3 separate regions of the Mus musculus genome follow, and regions 2 and 3 are each linked to region 1. A link is a contact called in public promoter capture Hi-C data. All regions are on one chromosome and are shown on one strand. Each heading gives the region's core, a stretch centred on a gene start, on an enhancer-like site or on the middle of the called end of the contact. The rest is flanking DNA. Distances are from core to core; before and after follow the strand shown.

The links. Promoter capture Hi-C pulls out the DNA fragments that hold promoters and counts their contacts.
Region 2: a promoter capture Hi-C map of the C10 cell line shows a contact between it and region 1, with 2.8 times the contacts expected there. The contact joins the enhancer-like site here to the promoter of Erv3 in region 1. A contact is called at or near these places in 2 of 39 promoter capture datasets (the 3T3-L1 cell line and the C10 cell line), 1 of 15 datasets of contacts at CTCF or cohesin (the NIH/3T3 cell line), 1 of 484 Hi-C or Micro-C datasets (nephron progenitors), 4 of 115 datasets of contacts at active chromatin or transcription factors (embryonic stem cells and epiblast stem cells) and 3 of 9 other capture datasets (adipose tissue, embryonic stem cells and liver).
Region 3: a promoter capture Hi-C map of trophoblast stem cells shows a contact between it and region 1, with 4 times the contacts expected there. The contact joins the enhancer-like site here to the promoter of Erv3 in region 1. A contact is called at or near these places in 4 of 39 promoter capture datasets (embryonic stem cells, hippocampal neurons, liver and 1 more).

Annotation. Positions count from the first base shown.
Region 1 is chr2:131,857,978-131,861,101 of GRCm38.p6, reverse strand. It overlaps Erv3 (endogenous retroviral sequence 3), which reads left to right and starts at 1,355. Exons shown (of 2, transcript NM_001166206.1): 1 at 1,355-1,683.
Region 2 is chr2:132,121,826-132,124,747 of GRCm38.p6, reverse strand. All of the region lies in intron 1 of Slc23a2 (solute carrier family 23 (nucleobase transporters), member 2), which reads left to right. Among named protein-coding and RNA genes, the nearest start is that of Gm14051, 20 kb to the left of the region's middle. Within about 2 kb of position 1,642, at least 14 of the 459 cell types and tissues checked have an H3K27ac peak or open chromatin away from gene starts, as enhancers often do. A contact at or near this core is called in liver, where this site is marked.
Region 3 is chr2:131,543,992-131,546,851 of GRCm38.p6, reverse strand. Adra1d (adrenergic receptor, alpha 1d) reads left to right here. Exons shown (of 2, transcript NM_013460.5): 2 at 312-1,495. The coding sequence ends at 907. The region is part of intron 1 of Gm39938 (a long non-coding RNA gene); the gene reads right to left. Among named protein-coding and RNA genes, the nearest start is that of Gm39938, 7.1 kb to the right of the region's middle. Within about 2 kb of position 1,276, at least 59 of the 459 cell types and tissues checked have an H3K27ac peak or open chromatin away from gene starts, as enhancers often do. A contact at or near this core is called in trophoblast stem cells, where this site is marked.

The DNA of each region.
Region 1 (3,124 bases), core at 106-2,605:
GACTCTAAAATCACTTAGGAGACAGGCTGAAACTGAACAATAGCTATAACTCATTTCCATCATGGAAGTTTAGAGGACCAGTTCCAAAACTGTCCAGAGGGTTTAGCTTCTGGACTGGAGTTCGGGTCACACTCTTTGTATACAGCCTCCAGACAGGGTAGCTCACTTATGAGAAGCTGGATATAGAATTTGAGCCCTCGTCTGACTTGCCAGGCCTCCAGCCAAGACACAACCAAGGGCATTATAGAATGAGAATGATTTGTGTTCCGAGTCTCTGTCCCGAAATCTTCCCAATCAGTTCCTGTATCCTGTTCTCATCAGCATGGCCTGTCAGAGTCTGAGGATGCTGTACTTAGGGCACCTTCTCATCGGGAGGGTGATATGCTTCTCCTGTTGAAGGCAGACCAAATTTCAGAGACCTGCAGGGGAGTTGAGGACCTTAAATGGCGTCTGGCTGTCACCAATTGTGTTCTGACTGATCGGTAGAGGCAAACAGGCCAAGAAATCACTTATTTTGACTCTTTTCCTTTCTCTTTCAGATAGTTTTTGCTATATAGCTTAGGTTAACCTTGAGTTCATCATCCTTCATCAGATTCTGGAGTGCAGGGATTCCAGGTGGAAGGTACCATGTCTAGGTTAGGAAATCATTTAGGAGGCTAAGAATGAAAATTAGGAGGTCCTTTTGGCTTTGTCTGGATGACAAGAGGTCAACTGGAATCTTATCCAAGTCACAGGGACAGCAGAGTCCTTTGTAGTAAGCCATTTCTCACTCACAAAGAAGCAGAGTGTGGGATGTGAGTTCTTGACCATCACTGTTCTCGAGGTCGCAAGGTACAGGTGCGATTCAGCATGCTACCCACCAGTTTCTCAGTCCCCTCTCTCAGACCTGCAGATTCCACTATTTCCAGCAGTAACCTTGAGGGATGGGGCCTGGGGCTGCTGTCTTTAGCAGACCATTCCTATACTATGTGAGATTCTGGCAGTGTGATGGCCAACATTATGTACAATTGCTCTCTACCTTGTAAGTTTTTGTAAAGTTTTTGTTACCCTGTCAGCTAACACTCCCAAGATGGATAACTTCCTGGAGTATTTGGGCTGTTCCTAAAACTGTCTGATGTTGTAAAAAGTTTGACTGCCTCTGCTGTTCTTACACGATAATGGGTCACAAGGCTAACTGCTGATTCTACTTCTGTACCAAACGCTTGATTGCTCAAGATAACCAAGGCATCTGCAAGGCATCGGTAATAAAAGTTTAGCTCTGCCTGCATGTAGGCAGCGTGTGTGCCAACTCAACCCCCACATTGTAACCTGTGGTTTTTTGCCTTTATAAACCCCAGACTAACAGTAGCTGGGAACACACTTTGAGAATCCCAAGTCTCCGGTGTGTAGCTGGCCAGTATCTAATAAAGGTCCAGAACATCAGGAGACTCCACGGAGATCCAGGCGTTCAGCCCGATTCACGTTCTTTGCTGATCAGCCTTGATCCCAGGGCTTTCGGTGTACTGAGAGCCAAGACTTTTCTCAAGCCGAAGGAGCCACCAGCCCTCAGCACCTAGATTCCACTGAGGAGTCTGGTCTTCTGGAAGCTGAGAACATTTGGATAAACCTAACATTTAGAGGTGGCCGTCGACAGGTTCTCCATGCCTGGATTGTAGAAGAGTGGCATCGGGAGCCCTCTCAGAGGTAAAGTTACTGCTGGTAGCAGGCATCTGTCTGTGAGATTCATAGGAAAGCTGGACGCAGAGTTAATTCCTGAGTCAGAGGAACCACTGGGCCCTAGTTGCTTCCTTCTGGAGGCAAGGGAAGGCTGACGAGAAGCATTAGTGCCAAGTGGGAGAACACTGTGGCTTTGTGTTGTGTGCCTTACTTTTTGTGTCATTTCTTGTCCTTGAAGAAATTGAAAAGATGGGGGAAAAAACCTTCCACCCAGAAACCCCCCCTGAGATCTGAGGAAGTTGCATTTTAAGGACTTCCAGAGAAAAGCCCCAGGAGTGCAGAGAACAGAGCTATTCAGGAAAACTAACTGTCTTCTGCTCCCTCCTTTAGCCTTCATTTCAGGTGGGCTGGCCTGCTGAAGGCTTCTTCAAACTTTCTCTTGTTTACAGAGTGCAACAGGAGGTCTTTAGAAAACCAGGAAACCGGGACCAACTAGGCAACATTCTGGCCTGGGGGTTCCTGGTGAGGAATTTCTATCCCAGATGAGAGAGTAGCAGCCAACTCAGTCCCCTAATGACGCCAGTTTTGTTTCAGAAGAATTAAAGACCAAGGGGTGGGACAAATTTCAGCCTCCAGCCCCTACCATCCCCATCAGAAGAAGATGGACCACCACCCTGTGTGGCTGGGGCACCAGCCAGGGACTGTGACACCAGAGGCATCCTGAGTCCCCTCACACCCGGGGTGGGACCTCTTCCTGACCCATCTCCTGGCCATTCACTATCCTCCTCCTTTCTCTTACAGACTGCATCCCTGCCTGCTCTCACTGAGGTAGGATAGAGTCACCATGGCTCCCCTCTCAAGACACATCCTACCATGCCCCTGCCATGCTTCCCCCAGGTCTTTGCCTACAGCTATCCTCCCTTTGAAAGAGATCTCCACACACTCAGGGGCCACTCAGGATGAGGAAGCTGGGAAGGGCCATCAATCAATTATAGCAATGGTCCCTTCTCCACTAGTGATCTGTATAACTGGAAACTCAAAATCTCTCTCTCTTTCTCAGAAAAAAACCCAAGGCTTGATCTTTCTGCTAGAAATGGTGTTTTATATCCATCACCTACATGGGCAGATTGTCAGCAGCTACTTCAAACTCTCTTCACCACAGAGGAGAGGAAGGGAGTCTGGTGAAAGGCCCAAAGTCTTGGGAAATGATGGGAGGGGTCAGCTATTGATCTGGTGGCAACTGGAGACATTTTTCCTTCCTGGCAACCAGACTGGAATTCTAATTGTCACAAAGGTAGGGAGTCTGTCTGTTAACCTTTTTCACCAGACTCTGTAGGGAAGTCTTGAGGCTGTAGCTAAGTGCCCCATGAGTTGTCTAAAGTAGGTCAGATAACTCAGGGTTTAGATGAGTCACTGTCTGCTTTCTGGAGTGCCTCCTAAAAGCTTACCCAATTTACACACCCCATGG
Region 2 (2,922 bases), core at 393-2,892, 260 kb before region 1:
AAGTCCAACTGAGAGCAAAGTTGATTTTGCAGGTAGTCTTCTAAAGTAATATTTTTGAAACTATTTTGTGTACCCGGTGGTGTTGGTGGTCAGGGGCAGGGGCATCTGAATTTGAAGCTAGCTTGGTCTACAGAGTGAGTTCCAGGACAGCCAGGGCTACACAGAGAAATCCTGTCCTGAAAAAAATCAAAAGAAAAAAGACAAGACTGTATTTTGTGCGACAAGAGGAGAGTTTTGTTTTGTTGGCACTGAGGTTTGAACATGCTAGGTAAATATTCTAACCACTGAGTGGCAGCCCTAGCTCTTAATTTTTATTTTATTTTATTTTATTTTAGACAAGAAATTACGTTGTTACCAAGACTTACCTACTAACTTTGAACTTCCATATCCCAGGCTGACCTCAGGCTCACTCTGTAGCCTAGGCAGACTTTGAACTTGTGAGCTTCCTGCTTGAGCTTCAGTCTTGTAGGTAGTTGTCACAGACGTGAACCTCCACAGGAGTGAACGTGTCGTATGTGACCAAGCTTGGTTTGGGCTGGAGCCTTGAAGACGTTCTGTAATAGAGAAGCCACGGGAAGAGCTTTAGGACTGGGCATGGGTGGGTGAGAAGTGGACTCCATCCCTGCAGAGCACCTCCGGCTAGGTCTAAGGTTGCTTTAGATTTTAATCCACCACTAGCTTTTCTCCAGCTAGGATTTGGTTCTGCTTCCTAGAACTTGCCCTTCAGCTTCCATCCTAGAGCTCAACTGCAGTAACAGTGCCTGGACCGGTCCAGAGCGCCATGGGTGTTCCTAAAACACAAGCAGCGGAGCTGTGTGCTTCTTCATAGAGCTCTGCCGGGAGCCCCTTATTCCTGGAGCCCCGTACTGACCTCGTCCATTGTACACTTTAGGAAGAGCCTGGGAGTGATGGACGAACTGTTAGGTGAATGCTGATGATAGGATAATGGACTCCTCTAGGCCAAAATCAGTGTCCGCACAGGACACCCCAAGACCAAGTTCTCAGCACAAAGGAGATTTATCTACCCCAGAACAAAGGGCAGGGAATGTGAGACAAAGGCAGGAGACGAGGGAGGAGTGAAGGGAACAAGGGAGAGTGAGAAGGGATATTTGCCCCACAGAAGGCTCTACAAAGGACTGCCTCTGGATAGAGAGTGGACAGATGTGGCCCATAGGCAAATGGTGGTTAGGGGAAACCCATGTTAGGGTGAGTTGGCTCGTTTGATTGGCATGTTAAGTAGGTGAGCCAGAGGGGGCCTTTTGGTTGCTGGACTTTGGTACTTTGATAGCTGGACCTTGGTGGTCAGCCTCAGGAGGAGGAAGTGGCCAAGGGAATAGACTTTGGTGGCTAGCATTAGGAATGTAAAGTTTAGCAAGAAAGAGGGACTAGGGGAAGGGGAAGGTCAGCCAGAGCCATGTTTGCCATGCTGGGGCCTGCTAGAGCCTGTCAGTAAGTAGATTAGAAAATAAACGTGTACGATCTTGACCCTCAGATTAATTACAAGGTAGGAGGTAAATATTTGTTTTGCTTTTTTTGCTTTTGGCTTTGCTTGTTATTAGCAAAGCTTTGTTGAGTGTGTTGCTGTTGGCTGTCCCGGGGTCACCATGGCAGTGGCCTGCTCTCTCACCCTTCCTAGCACTCTGCAGTGTGGTTGCCGGCCTTGAACCCTTGCAGAGCACTAAGAAGCTTTACTCCCTCTTTGTTTCTACTGTTCTTACCCCAAAGCTTGATGGACAGGCAGTGCAATGTTTTTGTGTTTTGTTTGTTTCACTACAAGAGATTAAACTCATGCATGGCCTTTGGCATGCTTAACCTCCAAGCTGTGCCCACAGCGTACCCCTCCCCGCCCCACCCCCCTTTTTTAACTTTTAAAAAGATGGGGCAAGGTCTCTCTCACCAAGCTATTTGGCTGGCCTTAACTTCTGTAGCCCAGATAGTCCTGTCCTGTCTCATTCTCCAGGGAATCTGGGCTCACAAACGTGGGCCGCCAGCCTCAGCCCTAGTCTTAGTTAAGTTTTTCTTTTTCTTTTTCTTTTTCTCTTTCTTTTTCTTTTTTCTTTTGTTTGATTTCTTTTGTTTTTTGAGACAGGGTTTCTCTGTGTCCTCTTGGCTGTCCTAGAACTCACTCTGTAGACCAGGCTGGCCTCGAACTCAGAAATCTGCCTGCCTCTGCCTCCCAAGTGCTGGGGTTAAAGGCGTGCGCCACCACTGCCCGGCCAAGTTAGTTTTGACATTCTAAATGATACTGCTGCAGCATCTCTTATGGGGGACAATGGCCTAGTGGTAAGGTTGTTAGACAGTACCTAAAGTGTTGATAGATATTGGCAAATTGTCCTATAGAAAAGTTACAAGAAAGGACATTCCTAGTCCTACATTCTCTTTTATCAAAACCAAATGAATTGAGTATGCTATGAAATACTATGTCATGATATTTTTATTTAGTTTTAATTTATATATTGTGAAATCCTCTAAGTGTATAGTTACAAGACCTGTTATAAATGCATAGAAGTGTGGCAAATACTCTCAATCCCAGGCACAAGCAGGTGAAGGACAGGTTTGAGGCTGACGTGGATGTAGTGACTTCTAGGCTACTCAGAGTTACATGGTGAGACCCTGTCTTAAAAAAACAAAAACTAACATACCTAATCAATCAATAAATACAAAGTAAGTGCTTTTAAAAATATGTACATACTCCATATATATACAATTCATCTCCCATTCACCATGTGGGTTCTCAAGATCAAACTCGTGTAGTCAGATTCAGTGGCAAGTACCTCTTCCCACTAAGCTATTCCTCCAGTCCAATCATTTATTTGAAAAGAAATTACTTTATTTTCATTTATAGTAAAAGACATCTGTGTTTACTATTAAAAATAAGCCTAGGGCTGGAGAGATGGCTCAGCAGCTAAGAGCACTGGCTGC
Region 3 (2,860 bases), core at 27-2,526, 310 kb after region 1:
TAGGGACATTGTTTCCACTTTTCGAGCTCAGGGCACACGCAGTCTCCAGTTTCTATACGAAACTGGCTGAATGTGGTTTGGTCTCTTTCTGGTTGGGATTCGTTGCCTGTGCCCAAATAGTTTTCTAACAGGTCGAACTCGGAAAACAAGAGAAGATGGTTCTTTTTCCCCATCTATGTTCATAGAGAGAAACACTCCCGCCCCCTTGATAGCACCCACCTCGTGACTCAGCTTCTGAGGTCGGCAGCAGTCCTTTGTCAACCTCCCTCCTAACCCCATCAGTTAACTAGCCTGGTCTCTGTTCTCCGCAGGTTCTCTGTTCCCTCAGCTGAAACCATCAGAGGGCGTCTTCAAGGTCATCTTCTGGCTGGGCTACTTCAATAGCTGTGTGAACCCGCTCATCTACCCCTGCTCCAGTCGCGAGTTCAAGCGCGCCTTCCTCCGCCTCCTGCGCTGCCAGTGTCGCCGCCGCCGCCGCCGCCTCTGGCGAGTCTACGGCCACCACTGGCGAGCCTCGACCGGCGACCCGCGCTCCGACTGTGCCCCCAGCCCGCGCATCGCACCCCCCGGGGCTCCCCTAGCCCTCACTGCACACCCAGGCCCGGGCTCCGTAGACACGCCGGAGGCGCAGGCTTCGGTCTCCGGCCGTCGAAAGCCAGCCTCCGCCCTCCGGGAGTGGAGGCTGCTTGGGCCGCTACAGAGACCCACGACCCAGCTGCGTGCGAAGGTGTCCAGCCTGTCCCATAAGTTCCGCTCTGGGGGCGCGCGGCGCGCGGAGACTGCGTGTGCCCTGCGCTCGGAGGTAGAAGCAGTGTCCCTAAATGTTCCCCAAGACGGGGCAGAGGCTGTCATCTGCCAGGCTTATGAGCCGGGCGACCTCAGCAACCTCCGGGAGACTGACATTTAAGGACCGAAACTCAGGCTGAGGAGGGTGCTGGGGCCAGAGGTGGGGTGCTTTATAGGATTCTGCCTTCGGATCCAAAACTCTGACCAGGGTGGCTGCTCCATCTCACCTCAAAGCAACCGGAGCTGGACCTGGGGTCGGAGCACTCGGAAGGTGGTGGGTTATGGTGCCGCCTGCTGGACATAGTTGTCCAGAGCTCTTCCTGAAATGGAAGAGCTGCGGGATTCGCCCTTCTCATCCAGTCTAAGGAACTGTTTAGTCAGCTCCTGATGTCTAGGCAGAAGACTTCAAGTATGGCTACTCCCCTTGGGGGGGAAGAGGTACAAATTCTCGTTTTGCTGCTCCCAGGGAAAAGATCCGTGGACAGTTTTACTCCTTACTGCCACCTGGAGGAAGTCAATGGACCTACTGCCATAGGACCTGCCATACAGCAAGCTTTGGTGGTATATTGGATGCCCGCCATACAAATCTGTTGTTTTTGCCCTGGGCTCACTGCCCCCTTCCCCACACTCCTAACTGTATGAATCCCTCACCATTCCCACCCACCCCCCCGCCCCAGGGCCTTACTGTTTACACTGTGTACATAGTTCATTGTGCCTGTCTGTGCCCATCACTTCTCACTGGGATTCCAGGCTGCCAACAGGGGAGAGCCTTATTTATCATTTTGAGACCTATTTATTGGTAAGAGTACTTATATTTTGTTCAGACTGTGCAAACTGTCCATCTTTGGCCTGTAATTCATATAGAGCCTTCTTCTGAAATCCTTAGCCATCACAGGACAGTCTGTGTTCACCTTGCTGGTGTGTGGAGGGAAGGTCATATAGCTCAGAAACATACTTTGGGAACTGGTTTTCCCCTTTAATCCATGGGGTCACCACTGTCCTTTGGATCTTTTAGCAAGACTAAAGGACTTTGGTACTTTGTTGGCTTTTGAAAGTCACATAAGCACAGACTTTGTATCAGCTCCCCCACCCCCCCCACCCACCCCCCACCCCCAGGTGCATCTGCAATGTTTGAGGGCCTCAGGGAACATAGTGGCTACATCATGCAAGTGATAAATCGTTACAGAGGATCTACACACCCAAGCAGACAAGCGTGTGGATGTTAAGAAAAGCCATACCTAGCTGTGATGTTCCTTAGCTCTGAGTCGAGACATACATCCCATGGATCAGTCTCTGAAAAGAAAATATCAACCGCATGTATCCAACCTGCATGGGACTGATAACTGGGAGCAATCAGCCCTTAGAGGGACACCTTTCTAAACAAGACCCTGAAACTGGAAGAGCCAGTTACTGGCTCCAGCATGGATCGGTGTTGTGAACCAAAAGTTTCTGTCCTTTACTAAGGAGGTAGTCTGCCTGAAACTCCAAGCCTTTCTCGATAATTTTACAAGAGTAGTAGCTGGGATCAGAAGGAAATGGTTTACAAAGTGATCTGGGATCTGCGTTTTCAAAGCACCCAGTACAGAGAAGCAGTTATAGCAGGCACTGGGAATGTGCTACCTACACCAGAGTGCCCCTTTTGTACATGCTGGCCTCCTTGAAGCTAGGGGGCAGGCTTCTCACAGTGGAAGGATCCATGGGTCAAGTCAGAAATCAGTCAGTTGGTAGCCCCCAGTGTCAAGTTACTGAGCACTGATCTCTCTGGTAGAAGGGAGCCAGGTTTGCTTTAAATGCCAGCTTAGGTGTTTGGGGTCCCACTCAGTACTTGTGCTAAGCACAGCAGTCGTCCATGACCAGGCTTCAGCCCTATGCCCTGTGCACACTATTGCTGCTCACACCGGGAACTGAGCGTGAATGAGGAGCAGAAGGGTCTCTTCAGCAGAGGCCTCCATGGATCTTGCTTTGTAGCTAATAAAGCACAGCTGCTGACCTCACTCCTGGATCTGACAGGATCTCAGCAGAGAGGAGTAGATGGACTCATGATGCCCCTGGGTGGCTTCAGGAAAATCTGGGG